Regions from separate parts of the Danio rerio genome. Here region 2 is linked to region 1. Evidence: chromatin contacts called from public Hi-C data. All regions are on one chromosome and are shown on one strand. Each heading gives the region's core, a stretch centred on a gene start, on an enhancer-like site or on the middle of the called end of the contact. The rest is flanking DNA. Distances are from core to core; before and after follow the strand shown.

The links. A called contact is a pair of places that touch in the nucleus more often than the background predicts.
Region 2: a Hi-C map of an unstated tissue shows a contact between it and region 1, with 2.9 times the contacts expected there. The contact joins two enhancer-like sites. A contact is called at or near these places in 4 of 18 Hi-C or Micro-C datasets (caudal fin, embryo, hematopoietic stem cells and 1 more).

Annotation. Positions count from the first base shown.
Region 1 is chr18:48,707,492-48,712,372 of GRCz12tu, reverse strand. It overlaps cstf3 (cleavage stimulation factor, 3' pre-RNA, subunit 3), which reads left to right. Exons shown (of 21, transcript NM_213053.2): 15 at 1,127-1,229; 16 at 1,655-1,724; 17 at 2,534-2,729; 18 at 4,425-4,575; 19 at 4,675-4,769. Among named protein-coding and RNA genes, the nearest start is that of cstf3, 20 kb to the left of the region's middle. Within about 2 kb of position 1,467, at least 3 of the 62 cell types and tissues checked have an H3K27ac peak or open chromatin away from gene starts, as enhancers often do.
Region 2 is chr18:48,831,747-48,836,561 of GRCz12tu, reverse strand. It overlaps abcc5 (ATP-binding cassette, sub-family C (CFTR/MRP), member 5), which reads right to left. Exons shown (of 28, transcript NM_001195613.1): 14 at 4,570-4,773; 15 at 3,596-3,739; 16 at 2,066-2,162; 17 at 351-535; 18 at 1-7. Among named protein-coding and RNA genes, the nearest start is that of rnpepl1, 28 kb to the left of the region's middle. Within about 2 kb of position 1,886, at least 4 of the 62 cell types and tissues checked have an H3K27ac peak or open chromatin away from gene starts, as enhancers often do.

The DNA of each region.
Region 1 (4,881 bases), core at 218-2,717:
CTGCGTCACGGTCATGACATAATAGCGTGTATTCCAGCGTGCAGACTGGACGTTTGTGCCAGAGTGTGTCTTATTACGTCTTACAGTGTGATGCATTAATGCATGAGTAAGGCTTGGTTCAAACCAATCAGCGCGCTCTATTGTGCAACTTCATTAATATTCATTACTGTCACAGTGTTTACACTGACAGAGACGACAGAGACGCCACGTTGTGTTGGCAAAACAAGCGTGAAGTGTTGCTTTTATAGTTTGCTGCCGTTAAGTTTCGTTTTCATTTTCTCTCTTTGGGAGCTCAGCTAGAGTCACATGGATTGACAGTGTACGCGACGCTCGACAACAATAACTTACATGTCTAAGGAGGAACATTGTTTACCTGAGAGCTGTTCTCATCTGCAAAAGCTGAGATCCGGATTTGCTTGTAGTCTTCTCTTAATAAAGACGCGGCTCTAGTTGCTGGTGATTGTCCTGTCTCTACAGATTTGGAAAGTGAGCCACCAGTGCTCTTTGTTTATTCAGTTTGTTCGTATCGAACTTAACTATTTCACCAAGTGTAAACATGTTATACTAAAACCAAAACTTTTTTTTGTGACCGGAATAACACACGCGGCTTTCTGACGCTACCTGCCGTGTGCATCTAAGTTTCCGGGAAATGCAGAGGTTTTTTTCTCTCATTCGCCGTGCGGTATCAAACATTGCGTGAAAAATACACGCTTAGAGCAGTTCCTCGAATCAAATATCTCGTTTGTCGCGAGGGGCATGAATGAATTCCCTAAATGAAAGAGCCAAACTGCAGTTAAAGTCCACCATTTAATAATTTGGCAAATAATTCGACTACAAATGTCCATGTAAACACCATCACCTTCTCCCGTGTGTTTGTGTATTTTGACTCTAAAACTCGCGTGTGCCCAAATAGACACTCCCACACCATCCAACTTTAGTTCCTCCGACACTCCCCCCTGAACAGAGCTGGACACGCCCACTTTTCTGACTTTTTTCAAAGTAGAGGTGTGAAAACACCCTTCTGAAACAAGGGGGTTTCATGGACCTTTAATGAATATTGGTTACATGTTTAAATATAATATCCAAAAACAATAAACAGACCATCTGACTGTTTCTTTCCCTACAGGACAAATCTGTGGCCTTTAAGATATTTGAGCTGGGACTGAAGAAATATGGTGACATTCCTGAGTACATTCTGGCGTACATTGATTACCTCTCTCATCTAAATGGTAAGAACACGATTCCTTTAATTAATTCACAATCTCCTTTGAGTCTCCTTTGCTTTATTTTTAAGTCTTCCTCTTTTGTCACATTTTATACAATCCACTTAGAGTAAGGTGAAACACTGGAGAAAACAGTTAGCATTGGGAGAATGTGTATGACCGTGAGATCTGTGTGTGTGTATGTGTGTGTGTAAATAAACAGCTAGAGTATGACATCTGACACAGAAGCACTTATCAGACCAAACAAACCATCCATCTCTTTTATAAGGCAGATAGCTAGGAGACTGTGTTTGCCATGCAGTAAACATCGGCCATGTTTATCCTGTCGCTAGGCTGTTACTAAAAAAAGGAAGAGAGTTGATGCCTGGCCAGGTGTGAGTTTTCAAAAATAAAAGTGAATAATCGAGCTGTTTGCTTTCCCTGTATCACAGAGGACAACAACACCAGAGTCCTGTTTGAGAGAGTCCTGACGTCCGGCAGTCTCTCCCCTGAGAAATCTGGGTTAGTGGGATTTCATTCGCTCCTAACTGGTTTTCCACTTTAAATGGTAATGCTTACATTCACCTAAGGTTGAAATAACCCTAACTTTTAAAGTTTTACATTAGCTTATCTCAGTATTTTAGTAATTCAAGCTTATTTGTATAGCCCTTTTTACAATAATTATTGTTTCAAAGCATCTTTACAGAAGCTGCACATTATTGCATTACAAGTTAAGGTTATTAGTAATTAATTACTTTAATAAGCCTATAAATATATCAGTAAAGTTATAATATATAACCCTAAGTAACCTGCAGTTCCATAGTATATAGGTGATGTCTTAGTTCAGATGTTCAATGAAGTCTATTTGTGTGTTAAGTGTATATGTTGGCCATATTTAAAACTGCTCGACCTCCTTTAGTGGACTTTGCTATTCTGAGTACTAGGTAACAGAAGCCCTTGAGTTTTGAGATCTTAAAGAGCGGGTTGGTTTGTAGTGAGACAGAAGGTTGATTAGATCAACAGGAGCTAAACTATTTAAAGCCTTATAGGTAAGAGCCAATATTTTATAATCAACAGAGCTTAACAGGCAGGCAGTGTAAAAAATATAGTAATAATCAAATTGATGGTTCAGTCAGATTGAAAACTCTAACATAAGCTACTTGATGTATCCCGTTGAGCTTCAATTAAATACCAGTTTGATCTGTTTTGAGGTGGTGTAGAACTGAACAAATATGATTAAAGGAATGGTTCATCCAAAAATGACAATATCCATCCCATTTACTCTCCAACGTTGGCATTGTGTGATTTTATTTTATTTTTTTGTGAAACAGGGAAATCTGGGCACGCTTCTTGGCCTTTGAGAGCAACATCGGGGACTTGGCCAGTATCCTGAAGGTGGAGCGAAGACGTTTCATGGCCTTTAAAGACGAGTATGAGGGAAAGGAGACGGCTCTGCTGGTGGACAGATACAAGTTCATGGATTTGTATCCCTGCTCTCCGAGTGAACTCAAAGCTCTAGGATATAAGGTACGCTCACTTCAGAAATATATTCAAATACTTGATTGGTTTTTCGTTTTTACACAATATACACAACCACATAACAGATGTGACACACTGTACAAGCCTATACAGTACTACCTCACAGAATACACAACCTGATCCATAACAACATTGCAAAGCTCAAATCAAATACATTAAAACAGTATGCTTTTTTTGCCAACATCAAGCAGCATAAGTTGTTTTGCTTTGCTAAAAATAAATAGAAGTGAATGACACTGGACGTCTTGACACATTTAAGTTACAATGACCACACTGCTATTAGGAGAAAAATGGTATGTAGGTCTTTCTCAGAGAAAACCAGGGAAAAGTCTAGGAATTTGACGTTAGGCTTGCAGTGGTGACCCTGGATTTATTCAAATAGCACTTAATGTAACTTATTGTTTGTAGTATATTGGGGTCGCTCTATTCGCACTTAAATAGACGTGCAAACATTTTAAGATTACACACCAACAGCTAGCTCTCTGCAACTCTCTCATGGTCACCCACTGAAGCTAAGCAAGGCTGCACCCGGTCAGTACCTGGATGGGAGACCACATGGGAAAGCTAGCTTGCTGCCGGATGTGGTGTTAGTGAGACCAGCAGGGGGTGCTCAACTTGCAGTCTATGTGGTTCCTATGTATATTGAAGGGGACTCTATACTGCTCAGTGAGCTCTGTCTTTTGGATGAGACGTTAAACCAAGGTCCTGACTCTCTGTGGTCATTAAAAGAGTAGAGGTTTAACTCTGGCATCTTGGCCAAACTTGCCTACTGGCCTCTGTCCATCATGGCCTCCTAAACATCCCCATGTCAATCATAAGTGGCTTGTGAGGAACTATTATTATTAATGTTACTTGCTTCATTTGCGTGTGAAATTCACTTCATAATAGATGCGGATTCGCTTCATGGGTGGGCTTTGCCTGGTGACTCTTCGTAGTTAAATGGCTAACAGATTTTATTGAGAGAAGCTGTGTTTTATGTGCTTTAGGAAGGCTGAAAATCAGCGTAGATTTATTCTGCATCATGTCTGAGTTCACTTGATCCATTCAGAGGTGCACCCAGCTCTGTGAGTTCAACAACTCCCCCAGAAACTATACCTGGAATGATGGAGGCTTTCAGCAGTGCTTCAGACTGAGCCGAACCCAGTTTGATGAACTGTTGTCCGGTGTAGGCAGGAGGATTTCCTCTTGGTACTCAGGCGCTACGTCATAAATCACGCTCCTACAAGAGCAAGCTTCTGATTAGTTAACACAGCGCAAATGTTTGCAAGAAGTTCAGATTTTCCAACTCGACCATTTTGCATGTCAAACTCTCTATTCGCGCCTCTTCATTTGTGCGAATCTAGTCTACGCGCAGGATGTCTATTCACGTCTTTGCTTTGACTTAACATGTAAATCACTTGCGCTGTTTGTTTTCACTCAAATTCTCAGATTACGTCAGTCTGAGGTATTGGGTGTGGCTAACATACTTAACCACGCCCCTCCAGCTGTCAGTTTTTACAACAAACAGAAATGGTGAGAAGGAGTCGTCGGATAGGTTGTAATAACTCTCCCCAAACCCTTTTCCTGAGCTTTCTGAATGAAATGCCTACTTGACCACATCCAATCAGCTCGCAGTAGTAAAAAAAAAACAAGCCACACCCACTGTTAGCTCATTTAATTTAATCTGAAAATGTCCATTTGCAGGATGTATCTCGTGCCAAATATGCATCTCTGATCCCGGAGGCGGTGGTCGCTCCTTCTACCCCTGCTCTGAAAGACGAGGCTGACCGTAAACCAGAATATCCCAAACCTGACACCTGCCAGATGATCCCCTTCCAGCCGCGGCACCTGGCGCGTGAGTACAACTCCATCTAAATAACGAAGAGCTGAAGTTTAATTCAGTTAATAATTAACTCTGAGCTCTTGTGTTAAATGTGTGATTTTTGTCTTACAGCCCCTGGGCTGCATCCTGTTCCCGGAGGAGTGTTTCCTGTTCCTCCTGCTGCTGTCGTCCTGATGAAGCTGCTGCCTCCTCCCAGCTGCTTTACCGTCAGTTCAACACCTCAGCTTTTCTTTTCAATTATGCAAAGATCACTTTAATAAGAGGTTAAAACACAAGTGTGTGGCTACAGCGTGTGAATATAAGCAGCTTCTAATGGTA
Region 2 (4,815 bases), core at 637-3,136, 120 kb before region 1:
TGGTGTTCTGTTGAGCAACAAACCATTCACAAACATCACCAATGGCCATTTCACATTCATTTCACAACACTCTGCATTTAAAAGAAAGGCACAAAAGAATGATACTTATAAATAATAAACATAATGATACTTCAATTAACTTTTGTGTCTGTATTTCACATTCATGATTCCAGTTATTAAACGAATGTATGAGAGTCATTATTAAAATGTAACATTTGTTTTGTGAAGCCAAACTAACAGTAACAACTTCAAAAAGAAAGAAAAGCGGCACAAAGCAAGCTCACAAGTACATGAAATATTTAAACACATCTCAGGTCTCATGGAAATCAAGCCTTTCTGTGTTTTCTTACCCCGCTGCCCTGCTTGATCCAGTAGCTGAGCCACCAGTTGCTGAAGGCTGTGCTTCCCACATTGAGGATGAAGAGAGCCAGGATGAAGAGGAAGACGGGCCAGCCTCCTAAAGCCTGGATGTATACTTTATACACAGCCCAGGGCACCGAGCCTTTCCCTCTCTCCTCCACCTGCATCAGCTGACCTAAAAACAGCACAGAAATGAAGAAGAGTAATTATACCTCCAATATAAGCTCAAGTGCTTGTGCTCCCCAGAATATCTGTGTACCCAAATTCACCCCAAAATGAAATGTACTCACTATTTACTCACCCTAAGGTGGTTTATGAGTTTTTTATTTATTTATTTAAACATTAAAGAAGATGAAAAAGATAATAAAACTTTGAAAAACGAGATTAAAACCTGTAACCACTGACTTCAATAGTAGGAAAACAGATATTATGGAAGTCAATGGTTACAGGTTTACAACATTTTCACAATATCTTCTTTTGTCTTCAACAGATGGATGAAATCAGTAAAGGTTTCACACAAGGGAAAGTAAATGATGACAGAATGTTCGTTTTTGGAAGATCTATCCCTTTAACCATACACACACACACATAAGCCACATGTGCTTTTAAAATGTTTTTGCACTACTTATGTTGTCCACAAGGTGTCAGCACTGAACCACACTGCTGTTTAACAGTCAGAAATGAACTGAGATGGAACTGAACACAGAACAACAAACTACTGAAGAGGGCTTGTGTGAGGGGATTAAATGATGACCAAAACTATATTTTAAGCTAGTACAAAGACTTGTGATGCTCATAACTTGAAAAATAATCTTTCTAATTTGAATGAGAAAGCCTGTGCTTTTAAAGAGCCCTTATTATGCGTTATAAAAGGTCATATTTTGGTTTTGGGGGTCTCCAACAACAGGCTGATATGCATGCAAAGTCAAAAAACACTTTCATTGTCTTATAATATGCATTTATTTTTACCTAATTATCCCAACCATATATTTGTTCAGCGATTTGTTCCCAAAACCCTCCAAAGCGTGATGCTAATCTGTGCTGATTGGTCTAAATTTATCAAGTTACTTACACTTGTGAAATGGAGGAAGGAACTGATCCATGAACTGTGCACTGTAAAGTACCTGTCAAGCTCCCATACATTAATAGTCTTTTCTGATCCTTCTTTAACAAACGGTCGACAAATACTCTGTTGTAAGCGTGTAGATTGCTGAAGCACTCGTCAGAAAAATGACAGGAACACAGCACAAGGCCGGGGCTGTAATGCTGAGGTATTTTTGCAAAAATAAACTTCATCCACTGACTCTTCACAGCCTCATCTTTGGGTAGAGAGAATAACACTAACTTTCTCTCAAACTTCAGAGCACAGCGTCTTCACCACATGATTCAACCGGGATTTGCTACTGTGTTTGTGGGCGGGGCCTGTGGTTTCAATTTTCCCGCGTCTGTGCTTGCAGCAAATGGGCAGGGCTTCATTTCCGTGTTGATATAGCTAAAGATTCGTTGCCCAGACGATTCATTTGAACCACTGAGTTGACTCTTTTATAGATGAATCAATAGTTTTAAACACGGCACACTTTCTTGCCTTAGCTGGATAATTCACTTCACTTACAGCTGTATTACACACTGCATGGAAGGTCATTTTTAAAAACCCATAATAGGAGCTTTAATCGATGCGGTTAAGTGTAAAAACGATTAAATTTACCATCGCCCTGGGTGGTTGATTTTTCTTTTTTGACAGATCCTGCCTTGCTCTTCTCCAAGGGTTTTTTCAGGGAGCTCCCAGACTTCTTATTCGGAACCTGAGATGACAAAAAAAACCCTGCTGAATCACAACTTTCAGGTTCATCTGTGTGTATCTGCCAAAGCTGACTAAAAAAGCAGAATAAGCATTCATAACTTCTCCTTTTGGGTTAAAGAGCAGAAATAAAGTCACAAGTGGTTTGGAAAGACACGACGGGAAATGACGACAATGATTTCGGGTGAACTGTCTCTGAACTGTTTCAACATCTTCCTATCTGTTTTAAAAGCCAAACGACAACTTCACTTCAAGCTCAAATGAAATCTCTCTCATTTCAAATCTGTTGTGAGTCACAAAATCTCTATTTTGATTATTGTTTTGTTCATATTATGGAATTCAGTGCAATTTTAAAGCCTCAGTGAGATCAAAATGAAAGTTTTTCATGTGTTAGTATCAACATGTTAATCTGTAAGCGAGTGTGTGCATTTAGGAAATATAAACATTCATAGCTTGCCGTTTATCACTTCTGCCAAAATGGATCAACACATGTTGTTTTGAGGTCAAATCTCCTGATCAAACAAATGCCCTTAACTTAAATGCTCGTATTCATAACCACACCCCTTTTACCGTTAGTTTGCTATGAGGGAATGATGTGCAAAAGAGCCCCACTCCCCTACACAATATTCAGTTTTAGGTGGAAGTACATCAACATACTGAAATAAAAGTCTCAGCAATTTCTGATTCCTGCAGACTAAAACCTAATGTAAAAGCCTTTTTGGTGATGGCAGCTTAAAGACGCCTCTCATATGGAGAATGAAATCACATGCAATGCTCTGGCGTGAGTTTCTCACAGACTTCATCAGAGTAAAAAATCTTGATAGATCTGTGGGTCTCGTTTATCAAATCTGAGGTTTATTTTGTATTCTCTAGTGGATTCGAGTCAGGTGATTGGCTGGGCCATTCCACAGCTTGATTTTCTTTCTCTGTAAGCATCTGAGAGTTTCCTCGGCTGTGTTTTGGATCATTGTCTTGCTGAATTGTCCACCCTGGTTTTACCTTTATACTCCTGCTAATGTAGATGTTGGACTGAAGCAGTGAATACTAACTTACACTGAGGAGGGGCAGAGGGTTGCTGAAGAACTACTGAGAGATTTCAGCTGCTGTCTGGGCTTTCTCTGCCTTTCTACACCTCCCTTTCTTCATGTGTTCAATACTTTTTCTCTGTGTCACTGCATTTTATTACACATAACTTAATTTGTAAACTAATTAGTTTGTTTTATTTGCATATATGAATTAATTTGGATGTTACCAACATCAGGTGAAAATTTCAAATCAACAGCACTTTTAGAAACAAGTTTTCTGAGAAAAAATAGTGTTAAATACTTATTTCCCCCTCTGTATACCATCAAACTACAGCAGTTCCAATAGTGCTTGTGGTTTGTCATGACATGCAGGTAAATAAAAGATTATTTGTCTGACTAAGGCGATAATGACCTCGATGATGGGCGTTTCTCCGAGCTGAAGGTTGTTGAACATGGCGGCGTAATCTCCATTCACATTCATCAGGTCCTCATGACTGCCCTGCTCTGTGATGCTACCGTCACGCATGACGATCACGTCATCACAGTCCACCAGATACTGACAATAGAAGAGGCTAAAATTAGCAAATTGTCATAAACACAGTAATCACAAACCTTCACATATTTATATATATCAAAGGCTTTTTTTTAAAGAAAACTCTAATATGGAGAATGAAGTCACATGCATTGCTAGTTTAAAAATCTTGATGTTCTGTGGGTGTCGTTTATCAAATCTGATCTTTATTTTGAATTCTCTATTGGATTCAAGTCAGGTGATTGGCTGGGCCATTCTACAGCTTGATTTTCTTTCTCTGTAAGCATCTGAGCGTTTCCTCGGCTGTGTTTGCATCATTGTCTTGCTGAAATGTCCACCCTGGTTTCATCTTCATCCTCTTGTTAATGTAGATGTTGGACTGAAGCAGCTCATATTCATTTACACCGAGGAAGGGCAGACGGTTGCTGAAGAACTACTGAGAGATTTCAGCTGCTGTCTGGGCTTTCCTTGCCTTTCTACACCTCCCTTTCTTCATGTGTTCAACACTTTTTCCCTGTGTCATTTCATTTTATTGCACATAACTTTATTTGTACACTAAATAGATTTGTTTTATTTCCATGTATGGATTTCTTTGGTCGTTACAAACATTCGGTAAAACATTTAATTCAACAGCACCTTTAGAAACGTGTTTTCTGAGAAAAATATTGACGTGTTCAATACTTTTTTCCCCCACTGTATATGAGCAAATTGAAATGTAAAAATGTATTTGTTGTACTCTTCCATTCACTGCTCTCTGAGTTTACCACACTATGATGACATCTGCTGCTGAGAAACCCGGTAATGTAACAACGGTTCATTCACATGGCTCAAAAAAAAAAATCTCTCTAATGTACCTGTAGCTGATGAGTGACGAAGATGACGGTCTTTCCACGCAGCTGCTTCTTAATGGCGTTGTTGAAAATGTGATTTCCCACATGTGCATCCAGAGCACTTAAAGGGTCATCCAAAATGTAAATGCCTCTGTTGCTGTATAAAGCTCGAGCCAGGCTTATCCGCTGCCGCTGACCTCCGCTCAGGTTGGCACCACGTTCTCCAATCTGACAGAGAGAATCACAATGTTTACTAAAATTGTCCCAATT